7 separate regions of the Mus musculus genome follow, and regions 2, 3, 4, 5, 6 and 7 are each linked to region 1. Evidence: chromatin contacts called from public Hi-C, HiCAR-type and promoter capture Hi-C data. All regions are on one chromosome and are shown on one strand. Each heading gives the region's core, a stretch centred on a gene start, on an enhancer-like site or on the middle of the called end of the contact. The rest is flanking DNA. Distances are from core to core; before and after follow the strand shown.

Region 1 (3,527 bases), core at 349-2,848:
ACACCAAATCAGACCATTGGACATGCCCTCAAACTACCCACCCTTTCCCGTGAACCAAGCATAGCCTGTCTGCTAATCACCAGACCTCTTACATGGTATTCTGTGGTAGGCAAAACCCAGACTTGGGAAGAATGACACTCTTTACTTTGCTAGCCAAGGTTTCTCTGACTTGCGCAGGTGAATACAAAATACACGAAAGGATTGTAACATACACGGGCATGGATGCCCCTTTCTTCTTAAGAATTAACTACTTAACATGAGCAAAGTGTCTTTGGACTAATAGTCTATATATCCTGCACTAATATAGATGATGCCCCAATCAAATCTTAAGAAACACTTTGCCTATAAACAGACTGCATATAACATTAGCAGCTCCGGTCTCAACTAATTAAAATGTGGGTTAGGAATAAACCCTGTAGGATCTGTGACTAACATAGTTTTAAATAACAATGTGAATTTTCCTCCCACACAACCAATGATCAACTACTGTAATCATTGTGCTAAAAAATATATTTGCAAGATAATTCAATTTATTTGTACTATTTCTCCAAAATCAAGATTATAGAAAGTACTTCTTTTCTCTGGGAAAAAAAAAAGTGCTTTTAAATTATAAAGTAAGCTATGAATAATTGTTATCTTCTGGAAATTGAAAATTTGGAAGATCCCACGAACTTGAAAACCATTTTTGTCACTTGCTTCATGAATCACTCGGAAAATTAACTATGTATGCTCCCAAGATAAATTACTTCCTTGGAATGTCACTAGATTCAAAGATTCTCCCCCATTGAGTAGCAGGCTGATATCTTTATTCAAAGATTCTATCATTGTCATCATTTCAAGGGTTATACAGGCAAGAGGCAGGACTTATTATCTCTAGCACCGTTTGGGGGAAAGAGAAATCGGTTAGAATATAAGGGCTATCACTGGATCCCTCGTTATCTTACAGAAGCAGAAATAATATCCCACCCCTCTTCTGGAATTTATGGTAGATGCTAAGGGCATGTGACATTGGATAATATTGTTTGGAATCTTCAGTACCATAGCGATTCGTTCACATAGCTAGTTAACAACCGATAAACACTCAGAAATACACAAACACTGCCTGACTCAACTCAACTAACCTTCCTGGGGCCTCTCGAAAACTGGGGGATGGAGCTTCGGGAGGTTGGGGAGGGTGAGAGGTACCTTTGCTCCAAGGCGTAGGGCCTCCGCACATTTAAAGCATGTAGCGATGGTGGCACAGCTTTTGGGGGAATGCTGAGCCTTTGCCTCGGGTAGGGAAAAAGCTACCAGGGATGCAGAAAGGGGACACTGCAGCCATGGCACACCACCATCTTCCCTAAACACCAGAGATGCGGGCGCTCCAGCTGCTTCTGAGGGTTGGAGAAAAGCCCAAAAGGCTCCAGGAAGGCTCGGGGGAGGTGCTGGCTCTACGCCAGCAGCGGAAGGAGAAGGGGTGGGTCGGCATGCAGACCAAAGCTGGAAGGCAAGCGCCAAGCGCTGGCGACAGGCAGCAGCAGCCCACTCGCGACCGGGAGGGGTTCTCACGCCCCCTGCTCCGGGGTGACTGCACCCGAGCTCAGAAGGAAGCGTGGAGGGGGGTAGGAAAGGATGAATCATCCCGCCCCACTTCTTCTCGGCTTGCGCCAGCCCCCTCCTAAAATCCCGCAGCAGCCAGCAGGCGATGCCGGGGCTCCAGCTCCGACTCATAGAGCCCTCAGCGACCTGCAGAGGAGAGGAGACGGACAAGGCGGGAGGCCAATAAGAAAGCAGCTCTCACGGCCACCGTCCGATGAGCCTCCGCTCCCTGGCGGGGCGGGGCTAGCAGTGGGAAGGGGGCGGACCCGGGCTGGCGCGCAGCGCGGAGGCTCGGTGGCTCACAGAGAGAGCGCATCCTGGGGAGTCGGCGCCTAGGCGACCGGGGAAGGCGCCACCACCGCCGCCGCTGGCCAAGGTGCTGGCCACCACAGGCCCATCGGCTGCTTCGCCAGGTCAGGCCCCCTCCGCCGCAGCCGCTGCTGCCTCGCTTCCAGCCAGGTCCCCATGGAAGAGATGGAAGAAGAGTTAAAATGCCCTGTGTGTGGCTCCTTCTATCGGGAGCCCATCATCTTGCCCTGCTCTCACAATTTATGTCAGGCGTGCGCCCGCAACATCCTGGTGCAGACCCCGGAGTCCGAGTCCCCCCAGAGCCGCCGGGCCTCGGGCTCTGGGGTTTCTGACTATGATTATCTGGACCTGGACAAGATGAGCCTGTACAGCGAGGCGGACAGCGGCTATGGCTCCTACGGAGGTTTCGCCAGCGCCCCCACTACCCCGTGCCAGAAGTCGCCCAACGGCGTCCGCGTTTTCCCCCCTGCTATGCCGCCACCGCCCACCCACCTGTCACCGGCTTTGGCCCCTGTGCCCCGCAATTCCTGCATCACCTGCCCCCAGTGCCACCGCAGCCTCATTCTGGATGACCGGGGGCTCCGCGGTTTCCCCAAGAACCGCGTCCTGGAAGGGGTCATCGACCGCTACCAACAGAGCAAAGCCGCGGCCCTCAAGTGCCAGCTCTGCGAGAAGGCGCCCAAGGAAGCCACGGTCATGTGTGAACAGTGCGATGTCTTCTACTGCGACCCTTGCCGTCTGCGCTGCCACCCGCCCCGGGGTCCCCTAGCCAAACACCGTCTGGTGCCCCCGGCCCAGGGCCGCGTCAGCCGGCGGCTGAGCCCGCGCAAGGTCTCCACCTGCACAGACCACGAGCTGGAGAACCACAGCATGTACTGCGTGCAATGCAAGATGCCCGTGTGCTACCAGTGCCTAGAGGAGGGCAAACACTCCAGCCACGAAGTCAAGGCTTTGGGGGCTATGTGGAAATTGCACAAGGTGAGTCCTATGCAACCCACCCCTGACTCCCCGCGCCCTAGGGTCCTCCAGATTTGCAGCACTCGGTCCCTCCTAGGGTGACAGCGCATCCCAGTGGGGGCGCAGTGCAAGTGCCTTCGGCGTCTGCCTTGAGATCTGGTGCATTGCAGGAGGCTCAGGGGACGTTTGAGGCGACGCAGGGAAGTTGAAGGTCTCCAGAGAGTGGTTGTAGGAATACCTTAGCACGGGTCTCCCTTCCCATGCATTCTGCCTGTGAGCTGGGCCTAAGATGCCCCCTCTTTAGTCTGCAGCCTATCTATGGTCGCCACCACCATAGGGCAAAGCCTACTTGGTTTGACGGAGGCTCGCGGGTGGCAGAGGCCTCCGGGCATGCGCCTCTACAGGGTGGGCTGAGGGCTTGGGAGACTAGGGCAGGTCGGGGCAGTGGGGTTGGGTAGACCTCAGGGGGCTATCTCAGCAAAGGAGACAGAAGCCCTGATGCACAGCGGGGGCGGGGAGAGACTCCGTGGCTGGAATACTGATGAGTTGGCTCTGAGCTGGACCTGACTCTGCTGAAAGAGAAGCAGGTCTGGGTGCCCAGAACTCCTGTGGTCCTATGGCATACAGTCTAGGCCTTAACCCTCGAGGGTGGGGACCTAAGGCTGAAGCAGAAGGACCAGAGT
Region 2 (3,674 bases), core at 423-2,922, 630 kb before region 1:
CCTTTCTTGCTGCATATCTAAGCAATACGGATGGGTCCCAGCACTCATGAGGCTGACACAGAAAGATGCAGAGTTCTAGGCCAGTATGGCTCTATCTCAACCCCACCCCCTACAAACACACACACACACACACACACACTCACTATTTTCTTTAATTGAATATAGGATTTGGGGCTCAGTGCTTGCCTACTAGCTCTTGAGGCCCTCGGCTGGCCTTCCCAACTGCCCAGCAGTAGGGGTTAAAAAAAAGAAAACCAAATGGCCCAAAATGACTGACAAATACTGGTATTTACAATTCTTAGAAGACAGCCAGAAAACAAGCCTTCAACCGTGAAACTTCCTAAAACTCAGGGTTACTTTCATATTAAAATATTCCACATGGATTGACCACTGACAGAGGATAACATTACTACAACTGCAAAGCCAATTTGCTGAGACATATTATTGAGCACTTATCCCAAAAGTATTACATAGTATTAATATCTTGTAACCACTTAATTCTAAGCATAAGAACACAGTATGCGAGTTTAATTCTGAGCAGCAAATCTTATTTTGTTTGTGTGTGTGTGTGTGTGTGTGTGTGTGCGCGCGCGCGTGTTTTGTTTTAAAGACAGGGTCTCTTTACATAGTCCTGGCTGTCCTGGAACTCATTAAGTAGACCAGGCTGGCCTCGAACTCAGAGATCCTCCTACCTCTACCTCCCAAGTGCTAGGATTAAAGGGGTGCACCACACTTGGTGAGCATCAAAATAATGGGGGAAACAAGGATAACCAAGAAACGCATTATTCATTCATTACCTCTACTGCAAATAATCGAGACTGTTAAGTAGTTCTATATGGAGACAAAGGAAAGGTGGGGTAAATCGCTGCACACACTGGGTGTATTTAGCCCCAACAAATTAAAGTCCAGCTCGCAAATCCTCAATACTCCTTACAAATCGGAGGCGCTTAGGCCCATAGATAACCCTTTAAATGCTTACAGACTCGCTTAAAATAGCTTGTTCGCGAAAAGCAGAACGCAAAGGAAAGGCAAGGACTCATGAGATCCAGCCTTTCTTCTAGGTGGTGTCCCGTTTCCAGGGAACGTCCACTAACTAGGTTCCGTCCGGGAAGCCCGGGCAGGCCTGTGAGTCAGCAGCACCGCAGCACACAGCTCCGCAGCACCTGCATGGGCCGGCGGCGGCCGCACGACGCACTCGGCGATCCGGCCGAGGCATTGCGACCAGCAGGGGCTTGCAAGGGGCCGTTCGAGGGTCGAGCCGGGGAGCTCGCACTGCGGCAGGCCCGCGAGTCTCCACTTTCAGTTTCCTTAAGCATGAGACTAAAGTGACTCAGCACCCGGGGCTGTCGCTGCACGGGGGCGGACAGGACCGGCCCGAACCGCCGCGGGAGCCGGGGTCACCGAGACAGAGGCCGCGGGTCCCCAGGACTCGGGCAGCGCCGGGGATCCAGCGGCCCTCCGAGCCGCAGCCGGGCTTCCTCACTGCCTTCAACCCCGAACTGGAAGAGACGGCGCGGAGAGACTCACCCCAGTGCCGATGGAGCTCATGGTGCTGACCCGGCAGGCCGCGGAACGCTTCCAGGCCTCAAGCGCCGCTCCTACGCCGCACACGGCGCAGGCTAGTAACAGGCTCGCCCATTGGCTGCGCTCTCCACCAATAGCCTTTCCTCTTGCGGCTTGTTCCGTGGGCTGGGACGAAAACTGTAGGGGGAAAAAAAAAAAAAAAAAAAAGCAGAGAGCGCGCGTGCGCAGAAACCATAGAGGCGGTTCCCTGGAGAAGTTGCTACTGTGTCAACTGAAACTGGTATTGGAAGAGCTAAGGTCAGAGCCTAGTTCCTAATAGTCCTAAGTAGCTAATAATCCTAAGGAGGACAGGCTTGGGCACCTGTCCTCTGTAGCCCACACAGACAGGAATTCTTAAAAGTCGGGGAAGGAAAAACCCACCTTAGGAAAAGGAACAAAGCCGGGCGTGGTGGCGCATGCCTTTAATCCCAGCACTCGGGAGGCAGAGGCAGGCGGATTTCTGAGTTCGAGGCCAGCCTGGTCTACAAAGTGAGTTCCAGGACAGCCAGGACTACACAGAGAAACCCTGTCTCAAAAACACCAAAAAAAAAAAAAAAAAAAAAAAAAAAAAAGGAAAAGGAACAAAAGGAGGCAATTGACCCCCCCATCCTCCGACCAAGTTCATCATCAGAGTCCGAACATGACGTTTGGTTCAACTGCTGTGCATAACTAAGCAGCCTCGGTCAAGGTGTGATACCTTTTCCATCATGGTTTCAACTTTAGCCTCTCCTGCAAGGTGGTGTGAAATCTATGTGTGAGAGAAAGCTGTCCCTCTGGCTGGAACCAGGCAGGCTTCAGCCTTCTTTCACCCAGCATGTAATTCCTGGAGAAGTTCCAGTTTCTTGGAGTCTTATCAAAAAGAGGAGCACAAGAGCTTCTTTAGAATATCTTCATTCCTACTAGGAAGATTATGAGACTTAGCGTTAGGAAAGGCTAAGGTGGCTTGGGGGACTCCAGTTGCTCGGCTCATTCTAACAACTATCAGGTTATGATCTTAAGTATTAAGTGGAGGGAGGGCAACAGATAAATCAAAGGAGTGGGCATGGAACCTGACCTAGTGGTGGGTGGATTTTAAATCCCAATTGTAAATACAACGTTAGAAATATTTTTATTTAAAAAAATATATCTGAGCCGAGCGTGGTGGCACACGCCTTTAATCCCAGTACTCGGGAGGCAGAGGCAGGCGGATTTCTGAGTTCGAGGTCAATCTGGTCTACAAAGTGAGTTCCAGGACAGCCAGGGCTATACAGAAAAACCCTGTCTCAAAAAAACAAAATAAATAAATATCTGGAGACTTTTATTTTATATAGCTAGAAAATATTTTCCAGCAGGGTGATGCAGAAGGCAGGGACGGGAGGCCAGCTTGCAATATAAGAGCCCTGTCTAAAAAGAAAACAAAACAAACATCAATAAAAACACATTTTTAAAAACCCACTATCAATCAACTTTATTTTGGTTCGTTGTTTTGTTGAAGCAGTCTCAAGTATCTTAGGCTGGCCAAAGATGGCACTGAACTCCTAATCTTTCAGCCTCTACCTAAAGATGGAATTACAACCCTGGTTTATCACTCCAAGCCTAGGTAATGTCTTTCATAAGAAAAAAAAGGAAAAAGAAAAGAAAAACCAACAGCACACATTTCATTCGTTGTGTTTCAGCCTCCCTCCGAGTGTGGAAAAAGGGTTGCTTAGTAGTAGTATTTTTATTATTTTTACATGTTTGAGGGGAGGAAGTGTGCACGTGAGAACAGGTGACCACAGAGAACAGAGGGTGACTTTGAATCTCCTGGAACTGGAGTTACAAGTGGCTGTGAGTTTCTTTGCTCTTAACCCTTGAGCCATGCCATCAACCTCAGCGTTTACAATCTTTGTATTCTTAGGAGATGTTAATGCTGAGACTGGATAGATGCCCCAGCAATTAAAAGCATGGGCTGCTCCTCTGGAGGACCTGTGTTTGAGTCACAGCACCCAGGTTAGGCAGCACACACACACACACACACACACACACACATTAAAAGTAATAAAAATAAATCTTAAAAAAATCTGTATTGGCACATACCTTTTATTTCAGCACTCTGAGCCAGAGGCAGGCACATCTCTTGAGTTCTGGGACAG
Region 3 (3,357 bases), core at 692-3,191, 670 kb before region 1:
GCTTTCTTTCCCTTCAAGCAGGCTGCCACTGATGTTTGTAAGATTAGGAAGCTTCAAAAGCTACACATAGAATCCACGTTTTAAGATATATATTATGAAGACTGAACTAATCAATCTAAATATTGTCATCACCTTAGTTTACTTTCTTTCCCCAAAAATATACAGAACTATCTCTCTTACTCAAGCTACATAACATGTCTTTTAGAAAATGGCATTGGTAGTGGAAAGGGGGAAGTATAGGTTTTAAAGAAAGCAAAAGCAAAGCAAAACAAAAAAACCTTGCAAAAACCAAAGCAGGACAAAAGCTTTTCTTCTTGAAAGGTGTTTTTGACACTGAAGTGTTTGAAAATCGAAAGACTGCACCGATCTTCTCAAAGTGCTAACTGCTAGAGAGTGTTGGACCGCCTGCATTTATACACACACACACACACACACATTCGAACACGCACACACACACACACACACCCCTCACCCATTCACATGTCATTTTCCTTAAAGTGCTTCTTAGTAAAGAAATCAATTCTAAGTAACAAAAAGCTGCCATTCCACAACTGCAGCCTCCGGACTGGCAGCGTCCGGGGCACAAGGCTAAGAAGAAGAGTTGGCTCCACTTACCTTCATCTTGACTGGTGACCTGTGGGGTTCCAGCTTCCTCGAGTTCTCTTCCCGGGCGCTAGAGCCAAAGCAGGGAAAAGAGAGGCAGAGGATCAGTCCAAGGCGGGGTGAGACCCGGAAAGAAAGTAAACAAATGCAGGCGGGGAGGGGCCGAGCTCCGCGGCCCCCGGGACAGACCCCCGTCGGGCAGCCAAAGCCTGGCGGGCAGTGAGCCCCACGCGCGCCAAAGGGCAGCGCGTCCCGCCCCTGCCCGGCCGGCCGGCCCACCGCGCCCCCGCCTCGTCGGCCACTCGCAGCCCCCTGCGCCCCGGCCTCCCGGGTCCGCGCCCCGCCGGGCCCCGACTCTAGCGCGCGCCCCGCCTCCGCCGCTCGGCCCCCTTGGCCCGCCCCGGCCCGGCCCGCGGCGGCGGCAACGGAGTGTCACGGCGCCATTGCTCTCCTGCCTCCGCTCTGCACCATGTCAGGAAGGAGAAGCGCTCCTTCACCCGGGGGGCAGGGGCGGCGGCCTGCGGCGGCGGCCGGCGCGGGGGGACCCGGCGGGGGAGGCGCGGGGCGGGGAGGCGGCAGGACAGGGTGTGGGAGGGGAGCGAGCCGCACCGCCGCAGCGGCCGTCTCCTCCCGCGCCCGCCTCAACTTTTTGTACAGCCCGGAGAGGCGCGGGCACCCCGATCTCCGCGGTCCAGCAGCGGGTCCTCGCCAAAGAAGCACAGCAGAGTTGGGGGCCGGTTCTCCCGGCAGCCCGCTCCTCCAAAGCAAACTTAGCGGCGCGGCCAGCCCCACAGCCATTTTCCCGGGGAGGCGGCGGAGGCGGTCGTGCCCGCAGTTGCCGCCGCGACTCCAGGACCCGATCGCTGCCCGGCGCCCCGGGCACAGCCCGCCCTGCATCCCCCTCTCAGCCTGCGGAGCTCCCAACTGCACCGGGACCCCATCGCGGCAGCAGCTGCTCCCGCCGCTTTGCCCATTCAGCGGCCCCCGCTGACTACCTACCTACTGCGGGTGCAGAGCGCTGTCAGCTCTCCAGTCTGCCGCCCCACTGATCGCCGTGGGTCCCCGTCCGGGCAGCACCGCTCCCGGCCGCAGCGGCAGTTCCTGCGCCGGGTTCCCCCACTCGCCCCGATTTACTGCCACAATCCACCAAATAACAAGCTGTTGAGCAGACTCGCTTCTACACGAACTCCTATTGGCTGCTCATGACGCCGAATAGCTTCGGATTGGAGCTCGCTGTCTGCCTTTCTCATTGGATGTAGCTGGGAAACTTCCATGATTGGTGCGGAAAACAGCAGGTAGGATAGCTTCCACTTCTGATTGGCTGTATCCGAACACGCACGTTATTGGAGGATAGAGGATTGAGTAAGAGAGCCCAAAAATTTGATTGGAGGAGCCGACTCCGGATGTGCTTGACTGAACACTGATTGGAGAACAAGGGGTCAGGAAGAGCAGTTCCGCACGAGGATTGGGCGGTGGCGTGTCCCATGGAAACGGAATCCAGAACTGCAGCCAGGGTTTTTCACGGGGGCGGAGCCGGCTCTTCCCCAGGCGCCTGCGCCTAACCGGTTCCCCGGCGCCATTTTGTCCCGGCAGCAGCAGCCCGCAGCTCTATCCCATTTTCTGTGTCTGGAGGGAAGGACGCGGACTCTCTCGGGTAGGTTTATTTCAGTGTGGCACCGGCTTACCCTTCCCTCCAGGACAACGCCTAGCGAAGGGTGGAGGAGTCACGGAGTCGTCCGAGAGGTCTGTCGGAGGCTCCCGGTGTCGGGTGGCCTCGGGGGTGGCGCAGCGCTGGGAGCACCGGAAGCGAGGGCGGCCATGGGAGCCGCTGTCCGCCGGCGGCGGAGCGTGGCTGGGGGGGCGTGGAGGAAGGGGGCGAGGTCGGGGGCGCACGTGTAGGTGAGTAAGCGGCCCTTTGCGCCCCTTCACTCGGGATGGCGGGATTTTACTGACACCCCCCCCCCTTCCTCCCGGCATAGCTCTGTCTCCCTTTGACATTGCATTTCGGAAGCTGGGTTGCGGTCTGCAGACACCAGGGGCCCAAGGTGGCAGCCACCTTGGTAAAAGACGGAGGAGGTGTGGTTTCTAGAAACGTCTTGCGTGGGGAAGAAGAGTTATTTCCTCCAACTGTGAAGCTTGGAGGAAACGTGGAAGCCCCGGCTTTCGGAATGCTGAGGAATGTGCCTGCCAGGACAGACGCTGCTGCCACTATGACCTTAGACAAGCGACTCTTGTCACTGCATGAGGCGAATACTATACTATTTTTTCGAAGAAAGTATTAATGCTTCAGGAAGGAACGACAGTTTCTTAGATGAAAGGGTTTTCTGGACCAGATAGACATGGATTCTGTCGTCAGCACATTGTCTTGTTAAATGACACAAAACTTAACAATTGGGCAACAGCTTATGCCCTAAATTAAAATGTGAAATGTTAACCCCAGTAAATTGCACAGTTGAGTACGTCTGAACTAACGCCATATCAACTAGTTAATATTTGTTGTTTTTGTTTTTTCAAAATTTGTTAAGATTGTGAAGTGTATTTTGGTAGTTTTACTAAGTCATGTCTATCTTTTTAAAATCTGCTTAGTTTTGGTGATGCACAAAACTAGAAAATGGTTGAGTAAACAGTTGAGGATTTTTGTTTGTTTTTCTAGAGTTGTGCTGAAGACAACAGACACCTCCATGACAACCCAAAGTATCACAGAGGTGAGTCCTGTGTCTTTTGAAATCTTGTGACTTGGGACAGGTGTGTGCT
Region 4 (3,279 bases), core at 159-2,658, 540 kb before region 1:
TTCAGTTTGGCTCCTGATGCCTTTAGGTGCTAAACCTAACAAGACAGAGTTGTTCAGGAAATCTCTTTCGAAGACTCTAAAACTTAGCTTTTCAAAAGTAATCCAAGACTGGCTTTCTCCTGTTTGGCCAAACAATGAGGCGTTATCTACCATGGTCATCATTACTGGTTTAGGGACATACCAGGTGCCCTCTGATTGGTAAAAGTCCTCAAATTTAACAGATCAGTGTTGTTGTTGATACGGTCAAAGTCAGACCCTGGAAAGCCAGACATTAAGAAACATTCTTGACAAACACTGAGCTAAACACACTCAAAGTTACGAGTCTCAGCTGAATGGTGGTGGTGGTGGTGGTGGTGGTGGGGCGCTGTGCTCAGAGCGGAATACCTATTACATCTCGGGTGAGAAAAATGTCAGAGAAACAGTCTATCCTCCTTGTCTTACTACTGAGGAGAAAGAAACACAGTAGAGCAATGCTAAGGACAGAGTACATTGGAGGAACATTAAACTGATGTAATTTTAGACTAGCAGTCTAGCTGGAATCTCGGGGGCTTCTTAATAGACATACTTGCCCTGCTTCTTGGCTAGGTGGGGTCATTCGCAGCCCTGATGTCTGCACACAGCCCTGAACCTGCACCCCCACCTGCTCTCCAGAGGAAAATGGGTGGCAGAAGAGAGAACAGAGGTCTGGCAGATGCAGCCCTGTGCCTCCTTCTGAGCACAAGGCATATTGCCAGGATACCCATGCTCTCTACAGAGTCTGTTTTGGAATATAATGTAGTAAGTGTGGCTTCTTGGCCTGCGACCCATGGATGTTCTAGGAACTGCAGCCTAACTGTAACTGTTTTCATGACTCAAGGCATCTTTCTTCCCCTCTTACCCCCACGGCAGTGTTCTTGTGATCACCGTCTATAAAAATGGCGAGACGGCAGTATCTTAGAAAGGTACATAGAAGTGAAATGTAAGAACACTCCTTCTTTTTATGCTCAACTAATGCCATAAAAGGGCTTTTCTGGTTAAAATAATCCAGACTACAGGTGGACTAGTGGATCTGCAGCAAAGCTAGCTCACAGAAACTTGGTGTGACAGTTTCTTCAGATCTGAAGATACCTCTAAGTAAAACAAATGAACAAACAAACAAACATATTTTCTTTGTAAGAATCCTGTCTCTATCATTTATTTAAACTCACCAAATAAGCACTGCAGTTTACACCGTTATCACTCCTCCACCCCTACTGTGCTCTGAATGCCCCCTCAAACTCAGGCTAAAACTTCATTAGTGCTGTGTCAGAGTGAGATGTGGGGCTGTTCAGAGGTGACTAGGCTGTGGGAGCTCTGTCAGGAACAGCACTGTTGCTGCCGCCGCCGTGGGAGAGGCCTCCTAGACTCTCCTGTGCCTGCTCCTTGCCCTTCGGATGATGCATCAGGAAGTCCCTGCCAGACATTCTCTATGCATCAGCAGCCTGGGGTGTTCTGTTATGGTGGCAGAGTGAACAGACATTTGCTCACTTAAGCTCCCAATACGCTAAAGGGATGATGCCCTGGCCTCCAAGACCTCAGCATCTTTCTCAACTTTTACCTTATCTCTGCAGGGAAGATCAGACTCTCAAGGGCTCCCCTTAAGGTCATCTGCATTACTAAATGCTTTGGGTTGAGAGCTGATGGGACAGATGAACCTTTTAAGGTGCCATGGTAGCCACTTAGCAATGAGCTACATTTGGAAAACAACCATGGGCTCTGTACCCAGTTGGCTCATCTGTCTCACAGGCTCCCTCTTGGTACATTTGTCTGGATTCCTCTTAGTGTTCATGTCAGCCCAGAGGTGAGTCAATCTGGGAAAAACGGGCAGTCTGCGGTAGAAGCCACTACACCTCACAGTGCTACTAGCTCCTGCCACAGAAGAGTCACAGTGCAGACGGCAGGGAGTGGGTGACTCGCCTTCTCATCACTGTACAGTCAGGGATTCTTCACACACATCTGGCCATGTCTGGCTTTAGAAAAGTTGATCAGATGCACGTCACGTCTTCTTTAGAGGGAGGACAGCCCCTGCTCTCCATGGGAGCATTGGTCAGCACTTGTTTCATATAGAGTCCTAAAGCAGGAGTCACTGTGTCCCAGGGCCCAGGCAGACATTCCATCTCTAATCTGATTACTGTGACAATGACCACAATGGGATTTTTGCGGAACAAACTGAAAGCAATTCTAAGCAAATATGTGACAAGGCCTTTGGGGATGAGAAGCTGGTGTTGACTAAGTGGAGGAGGCCCAGGGCGCCATAACTGATGACCAAGACAGAAACTGCTAAACTCGTCAGCAGCCACAGGCCCCCAACATGGGCTCCTTCCTCCCACAGCACAGCTTGCCCCTTCTCAGGAACAGCGCTAGGACCTCAAAGATCGTCTTCAGGTCCAGCACATCTCCTCAAAGCCTTGACAGGGGCTTGGGCAAAGTCCTTGGATGGAAAAGGCCTTCTCCATTGTTATTATTATAGGGTCAGCTTGAGGGTCTCCCTGCTGTCAATCAGAGAAGCTGTGGTCTATGTTCACTCTCACTTGGGGCTAAGGAAAGCGTCACACTGGAAGGGATTACAACTTCCTGCAGACAGCTGCAGACAGGAACACTCAGCACTCGGGTACAGAAGGCTTCCACCCTAGCCCATTGCAAGCTTTTCAAGTCAGGGGCTAGAAACTCTAAACACATGAGGTGGAGGAGCTGCTCGGTCATCCCTACAGGACTGCAAACTCAATGCAACTTGGCTCTCAAGTTCTGGTCCATGTCTCTAAAAATCCCATTCTGGAGGTTCTTAAAATTTTCCTATTCCTGGCAGGTAGAGAAAGAGGCCAGCAGAGGCAGCTGGGCACCGTACTTCACACCTTTAATCCCAGCACTCAGGAGGCAGAGGCAGGCCTGGTCTGCATCGAGAGTTCCGAGACAGCCAGGGCTACACAGAGAAATTCTATCTCATAAAGAGAGGCCAGCTGAGGCAAGCCACCCTTTGCTTTCCCCATGAGGGACTGGGACTCATGCCGCCATGACCATGACTGTCTCACCTTCATTCTCCTCCTGCTTGCGGAGGTGGCGCAGGACGGGCTGCAGGTTCATGTAGAGGCGGTGGCTGTTGCTCAGGAGCTGCAGGAGATGCCGGGAGCGCGTGGGACACCCTGTGTAGTAGACCAGCTTCCTGGCGGAGGGAAGGCCATCTGGCAAAATCTCAAACTTCTTGCCCTGTGGAGGAAACATGCTAATCAGACTGTGGCAGAAAACTTTACAAACTGCCAAATT
Region 5 (3,458 bases), core at 950-3,449, 590 kb after region 1:
CTTGAGCTGAGGTCCATGGCTAGAGTGAAGAATGTGTTTGTGCTGTTTCTTTTGTTTTTATTAGGGTACCAGAGCCTCTCGTGAAGAACATAACTTGGCAGACACTGCAGGCTGTAAATTTCTGCCATAAACATAACGTAAGTGTCCCGACCCCCTTTGAACACCCAGGTGGCTTCTTCTCTTGAGCCAAAACCGAGCCTTATTCAAAGTTCATACCCCACCTTTGTGGGTATACGTTTTTTTCCATGAAAATCTTCCTAAGCCTGGGGGCGGAGGGGAGTAAGGAACTTAAAGATGGCAGATCTTATGGAAACATACATTATAAAAATCATTTTAAAAAAACTAGTCGTTTTTTGTTTTTGGTTTTTGTTTTTAATTTGTAAAATGTGAGGAAGAAGGAACCCCATTTACTTAGAGAGTCTGTATTATTGGATTGGTTTCCCCAAAAGACTTTGAACTGGAAGAGGTAACTCCAGATGCTTGCTGCAGTTACAATGGGTGGAGTCCTAGGCGCCAAGTCCTAGTGTCTGCCCTGGTGAGATAGGAGTGTTAAATGGGCGTCTGGTCCTTTTTGCCACAGCTGGACTGGGGGGAGGGCGGGGGGCCGGGTGCGGGGGGGGGGGTGCGGGGGGAGCCACTGTAGGAGACTGCCCATGTGACATGGCTTCATAGATGCTGAAAAATCTGCTCTCCTCTCTCACCCCACACAGAGCTGCCCCCTTTCTACACATGGAAGCCAGCTTCCTGGGCTGGCTCCCAGTTGTGTGGTCAAGTACTCAGAATGAATGAGCCCTTGAGTTTGATTCCCAGTACTGCGATCAATCAACCAACCAATTAATCAATATAGCAGAAAAGAAAAAGGTGTGTGTGTGGGGGGGTGGAATCAGAGTCCAACCACTAAAAACACTCAAAATCCCAGAAGGGAATTTTAGAGTTTCACTGGACTCCAGTTATTGGTCACCCAGGCCCGAGGGGTTAAATCCCCTCTGAGCTTGCCCCAAGTAAGTTTTCCTGAAGCTGCTTACAAGGAGAAAACACGGGAACAGTCATTATTTTGGCTTTCATTATCGGAAGCCTAGAATCCTTATCAGAGCTGGAGTGTCGCTCCATGGTTAGACCTCTTGCCTTGCCTGCATGAAGCCTTGGGTTTGACTCCTTACAGTGAAAACAGTCATTTTAAGGCAGGACGAGTGGATGCTAGACGCTTTGATCGGTGATTAGCACTTTCCCAACAAACAAGTTTCAGCATAAGGGTGGCAGGACAGATAGTGGGGCTGGAGGATACAGAGGGAAGGGGAGAGGAGGGGGCAGAAAGAACGAGAAAGCTCGCCAGCCAGCCCTGGTGGGGGAGATCTGAGGAAAGTGAAGATAAATACAGTGCATACCACAGCTCTCTGGAGAGCCGCAGACGCTGCTGGGCTCCACGTGCTGGGGGGGGGGGGGGCTGATGGGGGGAGGGTGCTGAGCTTGGAAAGAATTCCCAAACAAAGGGGGGGGGGGTGGAGCACATTCTTGTTTCTGAGTCCTTCTGCCCATATGTCATCACGACATTCATGGAAGGACCTATTTATAGCAAAATGCAAAATGGCTGGTGAAAGACTTCAGAGCCCAGGGCCATCGATTACTGAGAACCAGATAGGTAGGTTATAAGGTAATTTATCCACCCCACCCCGCCTCCATTTTTTTTTTCCAGAATAATAATGCTGATGGGAAACACTAACGTTGCTCTCTCGCCCTAAAAGTCCCTTGGAGTGGGAATTGCTGCGCCCACGAAGAGCCTCTGTCCTCTTTCCGGATTCTGGGGTCAAGGAACCCTCAAGAGTTGCAGGCTCCAGGCCAACAGTCACTGGGGCGGCAGAAAGACCCAGCGTTTCCCAGCAGAGAGGAAAACCCTTGGGAAAAGGGAGGGGTCACAAAGAACCCGGAGTAATATTTTGTCCCAACTCAATTTTAAATGTTAACCGTTGATTAAAAGTTGTTGACTTAAGAGATTTTATTTATTTATTTATTTATTTATTTATCTGTCTATCTATCAAAGACATTGTCATTTAATAAGAAAGTCCCGTGGGAGTCCTCAAGCGCTCCTCTTGGTAGTGGCTTCACCCTCTTAAAGAATGTAGCTTGATACCAGCGGGTGAGGCAGGATGCAAGAGTCTCCCGCTGGGCTCCTCTGTGCTGTGGGACAGAGCTGACACCTAGCGACCACGACGCACCCCGGACGGCGAGGCCGCAGCCAGCTCTTGTTTATCTTGTCAGGACAAATGTCAGAGCTGGAAGGGCGATCTTTTGGCAGGCACACGAGCTTCCAGCCCTCTCTCTCCCAGCTTATCTCAGCAGGCCCAGGGCTTGTCTTGTTTACCGAGCGAGCAAGCCGCCTTCCAGTGAACCGGGCTTCTGCTCCAATCTGTCTGTCGTTCTTGCCACAGGCTGAAGCCTCAAAGCCTTTCGGTCCTTTCCCCCTTCATAGACAGCAGGCAGGTTAGGGGTGATGCCTAGTTAAATATAAAGTTCCTTTTTCTAATGCAGACTGTTTGAGATATACTTAACATTTTAGTTGGGTTGGAGGTGGAGGTCAGGTGGCGTGCTCGGCTAAGGTTCTGGACTGATGCCCAGCACTGAAAAAAAAAGTCGTTTATCTGAAATCCAAACGTAACTAGGTATCTCACGTGTTTTTATTTGCTGAGTCTGGCTCTTGACAGTCATTTTTCCTATCACACTTCTTGGTTTTTGTGGCCACTCAAGAATTTGAAATGATTCTGTCTGTAGGTATGGAACTAGGTTTATTTTAGTCTGCTGTTTTAGTATCCAACAGGTCAATGGCAGATTAAACTGATATATCCAATATCTGCTAAATATTCCAGCCCTTTACTCGTGGCAGATATTAGAGTTGCACCTTCATGACATTTTGTTTTGTTTGTTTGTTTGTTTCTAACCAGTGCATACACAGAGACGTGAAGCCGGAAAATATTCTCATCACCAAACAGTCAGCCATTAAGCTCTGTGACTTTGGGTTCGCACGGCTTCTCAGTGAGTACCCACGGCTTCTTCAATGTAAAAGGAACATTCTTGCTGGGACAGCTGGTTTCCATACTACAGAAAGCTGGTTCTTGTATTCTGCCCCGGGAATAATCTTGCAACAAATTACGGTTCCTGCCAAATCTTGTAATGAAATATAACTTGAAAAATGTATAAATACACAACAATTTAGATATGTATGCTATATGTAAATTGTAGCACAAAAGTTATTATAAAGCCTGCTAATCTCCTGCCTTCTCCAACCCCCCAAACAATACTTACCAGAATTAATACTTCAGATGAATGCCTTTTAATCTTGGCTATAGATTAACACCCAAGGAACTTTTAAAAAGTATGCGGGTAGCCTTGGGCCCTCTCCAAGTGTTCGGATTAATTGGGCCGGGAGGAAGCCCAAGTATCAGTAATTTAAAACATCCTACAGC
Region 6 (3,386 bases), core at 160-2,659, 590 kb before region 1:
CCTCAAGGACTTTGTAATGATGTAGCTTAAGTTCTGCCTTTGAAAACTTTTATGTCCTTCTGTCTTCAATCACATCCCTATATAATAATTTATATTTTCAATGTATAGCCACAATAATTATTTTCAGGTAGTAATCTCTACTTATTATATTAATGTTTTTTAAAAAAGTAAGATGAATATGGGAGAGTCAGAGAAGGAGAGGATAATCAAGAACTATGTTTAATCCAATTCTGTAGCTTCTAAGGACCAATTTTTAAGTCTGTTCTTATGACCATTTATTTAATAGTTGCTTAACATCTATTACAGGTTAGGAAGTGTTTAAAATATGCAAAAATAATCCACACATCTGTTTCATATATAACTTCACCTCAAACACATAATATGTATATATGATGGAACTCTCAGCTTTCTGGAGCCTAATATGTATTTCATACACAACATCACTTTATATATACATATATGTCATGTAATTCTGTGTTGTTCTTGAGTCCAATACAAGGACTCTTAAATGGATGGTCCAAAGAACTTAAAACCGTCCAGCATCCTCTCATACTGTCCAGATGTTCCAAGGCTTGTGAATTTGTGTTTTGCTATCTCTACCTTTGACTGCCACTTCGAGGACCACTACTCCCGTGCTTACAAACTGCTTTTTTAAAGTGCAAAATGTGGGTCTAAGAGTATTATAAGGTAACCAACAATTTCCCGTCTCATTTCTATGCGGCTTCCTGTCTTCATGTGCCAGGGCTCCATAGCTGATTTCCTACACTCCTGGAGAACAATCTATTTCCAGAACCAATGGGGCTCCATCCCATAAATGTTTTATGGTGGAAAGAGTCAGCAAGCGTTACAATTCGATGGTTTCCTTCCAATCTGACCCAGCCAGAGGCAAGCACAATCTGGGTCATCGCTGTCAAAAGTTAAAGTGATGGCCCCTGATCACCTTAGACGGGGGTGGGGTGGGGGACACCGTTCCCCGAGCTTCCTGGGCTTCTCTAGGAGTCCAGATCCCACTCAGGCCACCAGATCCTACAGGTTCGCATTGCCCAAGAGAGTCCTCCCTGACAACACATTCATCACTGAGTGTGGACTGAGCTTTGCCTTAAGGCAACGATGTGAGCTAGCATTCGCGGGATCGCCGGGGGAAGGTCCCGGGTGCCCAGCGGGCCTAAAGACGGTTGCCAGTCCGGGACCACCGGCACGTCCCTCGGGCCCACAGCCGCCCATGGCCACTCACTTGGTGAAAGCTTCTCCTAGGTCGATCACGACTGCTGTCTTCTCGCCGCCGCTCCCAAGGCCCTCGTAGAGCGGCATCTTTGAGAGACCGACGTAGAGAGGGTGAAGTGGTCCGCCCGGCGGGGGGGCTGCCTCAGCGCGGGGGCGGGGCGGGGTCCTCACAAAGCCGAGGACCCGGGCTGGCCAAGGAGAGGCCTGACGTCGCGGAGGCCGAGGCGGTCAGGCGCGCCGGACACCTTAGAGGGGCGGAGCCTCCCGGGTCCTCTCGCTCAGCGGCCGGGGGCGCCTGCGCGGCGTAGTAAGGATTTTTAGCGGCTTAGGAGGGGAGGCAGGAACTTGAGATCGCTTTCTCATTCTCCAGTTCTGTGTTGGTCGTTTATCATGACATTTAGTCGCCGCAATGAACACACAAGATAGAGTCTGCTCAGAAGAGATTGGCTTTCACTCTCCCCGAAGCAGTTCTAGAAAAGGATCCTAAGATCTAAATTCAAAACTTGGATTGGGAAGGCGGAAATGCTCCTTAATTACAGCAGTATTTGTGGTGGTTTACATGCGAACGCCCCCCCCCCCCCCCCCCCCGCGCGCCTAGGCTCATCTGTTTGAATGCTTAGTCACCGAGGACTGGAACAGTTTTGGAAGGATATGGAGATTTGACCTTGGAGGAGGTGTGTCACTGGGAGTGGACTTTGGGGTTTAAAAAGCCCACACTAGGCGCAGCTCTCTCCTCCCTGCCTCCTCTGCCCCCAACCCCCACCCCGGACCCTTGTTGCCTGGCAATTAAGATGTAAAGCTCTCAGCTACTGCTTCATTGCCATGCCTGCCCGCCACCCCACCCCCCCATCATTAACTAAAACTGTAAGCAGGTCCCCGATTGACGATTCCTTTTATAAGAGTTGTCTTAGTCATGTTGTCTCTTCCCAGAAATAGAATAGTTACTAAGACAGCAGTTCTTGCCTGTTGCTGGGGAGATTGATTGGATTTCTAGAAGAGGAGAAACCAGGTGTCATGGTGGCAAGATGCAAAGATATGATCAAAGCATATACATGAAATCGAGAACAAATAAATAAAAATTTAATAAGGAGAATATCGTGGTTATTTTAGCAGAAAGAAAAAAAGAATGAACACAAAACAAATATATTCCTTAATAATCTCAGATGTTTGAATGGAACCTCTTGTGGAGTATTTTTTAAAAAGAAAGATTTAAGAGTACATTAAAAAAACAAACAAACAAAAAAAACCCTGATTTATTTCTCTTGCTGGCTGGAAGCAAAGAATGTTGACCCAACTGAAAAAACTGTCCAGACAGTCTGCAAAAGAGACATTTTCTCACAGTCATCTAACAAAAATCCCAGCACTGGGCAAGGAGATGCTGTTTGAGCAGTTTGTCAGAGATGTCCAAGAAACTCCCCAAACAAGCTTTGCTGTTGCTCTTAGTTGCATTGCAGAGGTTGAGGATAAGTCGTTGTTGCTAAGACACCATGCACTTTAGACAGAGGACCCAGAGGTTCTAACCAGAAAGCCTCCTCCCTGAGAACTAGCTTTCATGGTACCAGAAGGCTCCATACAAGCTTTCAAAGAAGGGAAACCAGTCTTACCCAACCATGATATTCATAAACAGACACACACAAGCTGGTGTGTGTGTGTGTGTGTGTGTGTGTGTGTGTGTGTGTAATGAGATTAAAGAAACAGAGACCATCGATTTGAGAGAGCAAAGGTGTGGCACAGGAAGGGTTAGAGCGAGGATGGAAACGAAAAGAGGTGAACAATGTATTTGCATTTTAATTTGAAAACTGAAGATAATAGAAACTGTTCAAACAAGAACATTAAAACAGCCAATAAACTATGTTCAAGCCTGAAACATGCTTAACCTGTGTGACCTTTGATCTTCATCTTCTCAGTCCCTTTCTCACTGCAAACCTATGAAATACTGCTCATGAAATCACCTAATAATCTCATTACAAAGGAATTTCTTCAGAGAAGAGAAATAAGCAAGTTCATTTTCAATTAATTTTAAGACCAATCATCTTCAAATTTATTTATAAACCATATCCTTAAGAGAATCTAACTTTAAAAGTCATAGAATCATGGATCTGTAGCTACCATTAAAGTTTTTACCTGGGCTATTTATTTATTTATTTATTGCTTTGCCATTT
Region 7 (3,337 bases), core at 234-2,733, 560 kb after region 1:
GGTCTCCCGCTAAGGATTTCCCCAAGAAAAATGAAGACCTGGCTTCACAGAAAGCACCATGCACGGCGTCTATAGCGGCTTCATGTATAATCACCCCACACTGGAAACAATCCAAATATCCTTCAACCAGGATTGAATAAACAAATAAATACCAGTCAGTACGTTCATACAACAGAACGCTACCCGGCAATAAACAGGAAGACACTGCTGCTAAATGCAAGATGTGTGTGGCTCTCAGATGTATTCTGTGAAGTGAGAATCTGACTCAATAAAAGCTGTGCACTGTATGTTTCCATGTACGCGATATTCTGGGCAAGGCAAAGCTATCGAGAAGACAAAAGTCAAAAAGAGTAGGCATTCACATTTGCACATGATTTCTGGGGAGGGTCCCAGACCACCACGAGTCTATTCTAGTAACTCATTATACCTCTACCCTTTGCCAGGCAGCCGTCACGCTCGGTATGCCCAGACCCAGCTTCCTCTTGAGCTCTGTGTACATTTGCATCGCACGTTCCTTGCCCCGGGTTGGCCAGGTTTCACATCGTGCGTTTTCTCTGCTGTAGCCCTGCCGCCAGCACACAAGCACCTCGGCGCCTAGCATAGGGGATGGAAGGGCTGACAAAATGTAGAGGCTGTCTGTGCGATCCTTATTTCAAGATTTCCTGCATCCATCAACTGCCACTGTCACTGTACTGAAACAGGTTCAATAAGAAGGTGATTGGGGAAAGAGTCAAGGCAATCAAAGCAGGCTCTGCACCGCCAAGACCCCACTACATGGGAGGGAAGGCCATCCTGCCTCCCTCTATTGCCTCACTCTCTCTCATTCATTTTTCGAAGCTGCAGCACCGAGCAATTGCTGTCCTCCGGGGTTCACAGGCGAGGAACGGACACCAAGGAGTGGACGTAATAAGGTATGGACCTGGTCACCCTAGCCCGAGCAGGCTGCTAGGACAGCCTGGGAGCAGGCGTTCTCCCTGCAAACTCTCCATGCTGTGATTTCCACGATTTAAACCCTCTGGACCTGCAGCGCGGGGTCAGGGACCCGGCCAAGTGGCTGCGGGTACAGCAGGGCGGAGGGCGGCCCCGCCCAACCGGCGCGGTTCCCATGGGGATCGCAGCAGTCACCCAGCCGAGCTGCAGGCTGCTGTGCTAGAGCTGGGCCGAGAGGCGCCTCAGGAGTCAGGGTGGGAGGTCCCCACAGTCCCTGCAGTTCCCGCAGTCCCCACGGGCCCGGTTGCCCAGCCGGTGTCCTCTTCCGGAGGGAATTGAGACCCGAAACTAGAACCGGGGAAGCCCTTCGCCTTCCTGGTGCTCCAGCCAGCTCAAGTGTCTTAGATCGTATGAACCATAACGTTAAAAAGATAGATTATCTTACAGCTCGGCTCGTTTTTGGATGCTGGCTACATCTTTAGCTCGAGGGAATGAAACAGACAACTGAAATTAGGTCACCCATGGCAGCCACCTGTAGACTCCCAGCCTTGACCGCGATGTCATTGCTGGGTGGGGGTGGAGTCCACACCTGGCTGATCCTTATTCTTTAACTCGCGCCTTGTTTTCTCTAGATCGCGGACGACAGCCCTTACTTGATGAGGCTCGAGAGAGGTCAGTTCATAAACGACCTTTAAAAACTATATGAAAATCCGTTCTCAAGAAGACTTGCTCCTCCTCTGTAATGGAAAAATATGAAAAAATTGGAAAGATTGGAGAAGGCTCCTATGGGGTAGTGTTCAAGTGCAGAAACAGGGACACGGGTCAGATCGTGGCCATCAAGAGGTTTCTGGAAACCGAAGATGACCCTGTCATAAAGAAAATCGCCCTTCGAGAAATCCGCATGCTCAAGGTAGCTAATTTGCTTTTTCTGTGCTAGATAGATGCTCTGGGCTGAGGCTCTGCCCTCTTCCCACACAGCCTTTGTCTTCAATGGCACAAATCAGAGTCTGTGCGCAGAGAACGGATTATGTAAGAGTAAGAAGGTGGACAGGAGAGGTGTGGGGCTCTCTTGGCGTCAACTGCAGACAGTCTTTTCACGGGTCTCTAAGAAGCAGAATTTAAAACAACTCGACTTTGCTAGAGTTTTTGAGTTTTGAGCTTCCAGCTTGTTTTCATTTTGTATTTTTAACCCATTGTCCTGTTTTCTTGGGCTATATATGCATCTGTATATGTGTGTTCATGTGTGCGCGCATAAATGTGTGTGTGTGTGTGTGTGTGTGTGTGTGTGTGTGTGTGGCATTTGGAAGCCAAAGGTTAACACTAGCCATCTTCTTCAACCATTTTCCCCCTTGTATATGGATACAGTGTCTCACTAGGATTGCTAGCCAGTGCTCTCCAGGATCTAGTACTGGGATTGCAGGTGGACAGCTGCCCTCGGGCAGCATTTATTGTGAGTGTTGGAATCTAAGCTTAGGTCCTTGGACAAAGGTGTTCATTACAAGACAAAAGTGTGTTCCCTCTTATTCTGGAAAGAGGCTTCTCTGAATTTCTCAGAGGCAATGCAGCTGCTACTGCAGGATGAGGCAGGCCATGGATGGCTCCCATGGGGAATCAACTGTGCTTCAGAAAGTGTGGCCTCGGTGTTCTGTCCAGACCCTGGCCAAGTGTATGAGTGGATGATGCTCTCAGAAGGGGTGAACTCAAATGTTTGTGCCGGTTCCCAGCTGGGGTCCTCTGCCTACTCTCCTCCACACAGCCAGTGTTGCACTCTGCTCTCGTGAGCCACTGACCATGTCCACTTTCTCAGTAGAAGCTGATAGCTGCCTTACTCTTTATTTAGCATCATCATTGTCAATATTATTACTACTTTGTGGTGTTAAGGATTGAACCCAGAGACTTTATCAAATTAACAAAACCTTCTCTCACCGAGGCACATTCCCAGTCTTCAATGGGTTGATTTACTCAATAATAATAGTAATAATAATAATAATAATAATAGGCTAGAAAGATGGCTCAGTGCATAAATGTGCTCACCACCAAACTGATAGCCTCAATTTGATCCCTTGGTCCTACATGATAGGAGAGAATCGATTCCCCCAAGTTGTCCTCTGACCTCCATGGTACACAGTAACACTTATGTGTTCCATCCACCAAAATTAGTGTTCCCAGGAGCACGGTGGCTGTTCTCTTTGGCTCAGAGAATGTCCTCTCCGACCTCCCAGCACAGGTACGTGTATCTCAGCACATTTTATTATCACTGTGTTTCCAGGTGTAGCTCCCCGAGTTTCTCCTTCCAAGTCAATGCTAACTGAGTGAGAATCAAGGCCCCCAGGTTGACCTCTGACCCCACAGTGCTGTGTAGCAACTGTGTGTTCACCTACCTAAATAAATAACAATGTGAGGTGTG

Evidence for each region. Promoter capture Hi-C pulls out the DNA fragments that hold promoters and counts their contacts. Hi-C and Micro-C count contacts between places; a contact is called where the count stands out from the background. HiCAR-type assays count read pairs that join an accessible place to other places.
Region 2: a promoter capture Hi-C map of hippocampal neurons shows a contact between it and region 1, with 4 times the contacts expected there. The contact joins the promoter of Psma3 here to the promoter of Trim9 in region 1. A contact is called at or near these places in 2 of 39 promoter capture datasets (cranial neural crest and hippocampal neurons).
Region 3: a contact with region 1 is called in a promoter capture Hi-C map of hippocampal neurons, with 4 times the contacts expected there. The contact joins the promoter of 3110056K07Rik here to the promoter of Trim9 in region 1. A contact is called at or near these places in 1 of 39 promoter capture datasets (hippocampal neurons) and 1 of 115 datasets of contacts at active chromatin or transcription factors (astrocytes).
Region 4: a contact with region 1 is called in a promoter capture Hi-C map of trophoblast stem cells, with 3 times the contacts expected there. The contact joins the enhancer-like site here to the promoter of Trim9 in region 1. A contact is called at or near these places in 13 of 39 promoter capture datasets (the HPC-7 cell line, cranial neural crest, embryonic stem cells and 7 more), 5 of 484 Hi-C or Micro-C datasets (Sertoli cells, cerebral cortex, embryonic stem cells and 1 more), 8 of 115 datasets of contacts at active chromatin or transcription factors (VIP interneurons, astrocytes, embryonic basal ganglia and 5 more) and 2 of 9 other capture datasets (adipose tissue and embryonic stem cells).
Region 5: a Hi-C map of the N1E-115 cell line shows a contact between it and region 1, with 6 times the contacts expected there. The contact joins the enhancer-like site here to the promoter of Trim9 in region 1. A contact is called at or near these places in 1 of 39 promoter capture datasets (cranial neural crest), 1 of 484 Hi-C or Micro-C datasets (the N1E-115 cell line), 1 of 115 datasets of contacts at active chromatin or transcription factors (embryonic stem cells) and 1 of 9 other capture datasets (embryonic stem cells).
Region 6: a contact with region 1 is called in a HiCAR-type map of astrocytes, with 3 times the contacts expected there. The contact joins the promoter of Actr10 here to the promoter of Trim9 in region 1. A contact is called at or near these places in 14 of 39 promoter capture datasets (the 3T3-L1 cell line, the SN4741 cell line, cranial neural crest and 8 more), 3 of 484 Hi-C or Micro-C datasets (cortical neurons, embryonic stem cells and rod photoreceptor), 13 of 115 datasets of contacts at active chromatin or transcription factors (VIP interneurons, astrocytes, bone marrow-derived macrophages and 9 more) and 1 of 9 other capture datasets (pancreatic islet).
Region 7: a contact with region 1 is called in a promoter capture Hi-C map of stem cell-derived epiblast-like cells, with 3 times the contacts expected there. The contact joins the promoter of 4930512B01Rik here to the promoter of Trim9 in region 1. A contact is called at or near these places in 6 of 39 promoter capture datasets (the 3T3-L1 cell line, the SN4741 cell line, embryonic stem cells and 2 more).

Annotation. Positions count from the first base shown.
Region 1 is chr12:70,345,685-70,349,211 of GRCm38.p6, reverse strand. Trim9 (tripartite motif-containing 9) reads left to right here and starts at 1,598. Exons shown (of 14, transcript NM_001286388.1): 1 at 1,598-2,865. The coding sequence starts at 2,044.
Region 2 is chr12:70,972,621-70,976,294 of GRCm38.p6, reverse strand. Psma3 (proteasome subunit alpha 3) reads right to left here and starts at 1,672. Exons shown (of 11, transcript NM_011184.5): 1 at 1,528-1,672. The coding sequence starts at 1,548.
Region 3 is chr12:71,014,407-71,017,763 of GRCm38.p6, reverse strand. It overlaps 3110056K07Rik (RIKEN cDNA 3110056K07 gene), which reads left to right and starts at 1,941. Exons shown (of 4, transcript NR_045055.1): 1 at 1,941-2,257; 2 at 3,257-3,308. Arid4a (AT rich interactive domain 4A (RBP1-like)) reads right to left here and starts at 1,797. Exons shown (of 24, transcript NM_001081195.1): 1 at 1,603-1,797; 2 at 616-673. The coding sequence starts at 621.
Region 4 is chr12:70,889,875-70,893,153 of GRCm38.p6, reverse strand. It overlaps Frmd6 (FERM domain containing 6), which reads right to left. Exons shown (of 14, transcript NM_028127.3): 10 at 3,048-3,222. Among named protein-coding and RNA genes, the nearest start is that of Gm32664, 12 kb to the left of the region's middle. Within about 2 kb of position 1,408, at least 51 of the 459 cell types and tissues checked have an H3K27ac peak or open chromatin away from gene starts, as enhancers often do. A contact at or near this core is called in trophoblast stem cells, where this site is marked.
Region 5 is chr12:69,756,777-69,760,234 of GRCm38.p6, reverse strand. It overlaps Cdkl1 (cyclin-dependent kinase-like 1 (CDC2-related kinase)), which reads left to right. Exons shown (of 10, transcript NM_183294.2): 4 at 65-137; 5 at 2,937-3,027. Among named protein-coding and RNA genes, the nearest start is that of Mir681, 5.4 kb to the left of the region's middle. RefSeq lists an enhancer at 973-2,826. Within about 2 kb of position 2,199, at least 124 of the 459 cell types and tissues checked have an H3K27ac peak or open chromatin away from gene starts, as enhancers often do. A contact at or near this core is called in the N1E-115 cell line, where this site is marked.
Region 6 is chr12:70,935,880-70,939,265 of GRCm38.p6, reverse strand. It overlaps Actr10 (ARP10 actin-related protein 10), which reads right to left and starts at 1,409. Exons shown (of 13, transcript NM_019785.2): 1 at 1,235-1,409. The coding sequence starts at 1,311.
Region 7 is chr12:69,788,490-69,791,826 of GRCm38.p6, reverse strand. It overlaps 4930512B01Rik (RIKEN cDNA 4930512B01 gene), which reads right to left and starts at 1,483. Exons shown (of 8, transcript NR_033573.1): 1 at 1,376-1,483. Cdkl1 (cyclin-dependent kinase-like 1 (CDC2-related kinase)) reads left to right here and starts at 1,120. Exons shown (of 10, transcript NM_183294.2): 1 at 1,120-1,184; 2 at 1,563-1,840. The coding sequence starts at 1,673.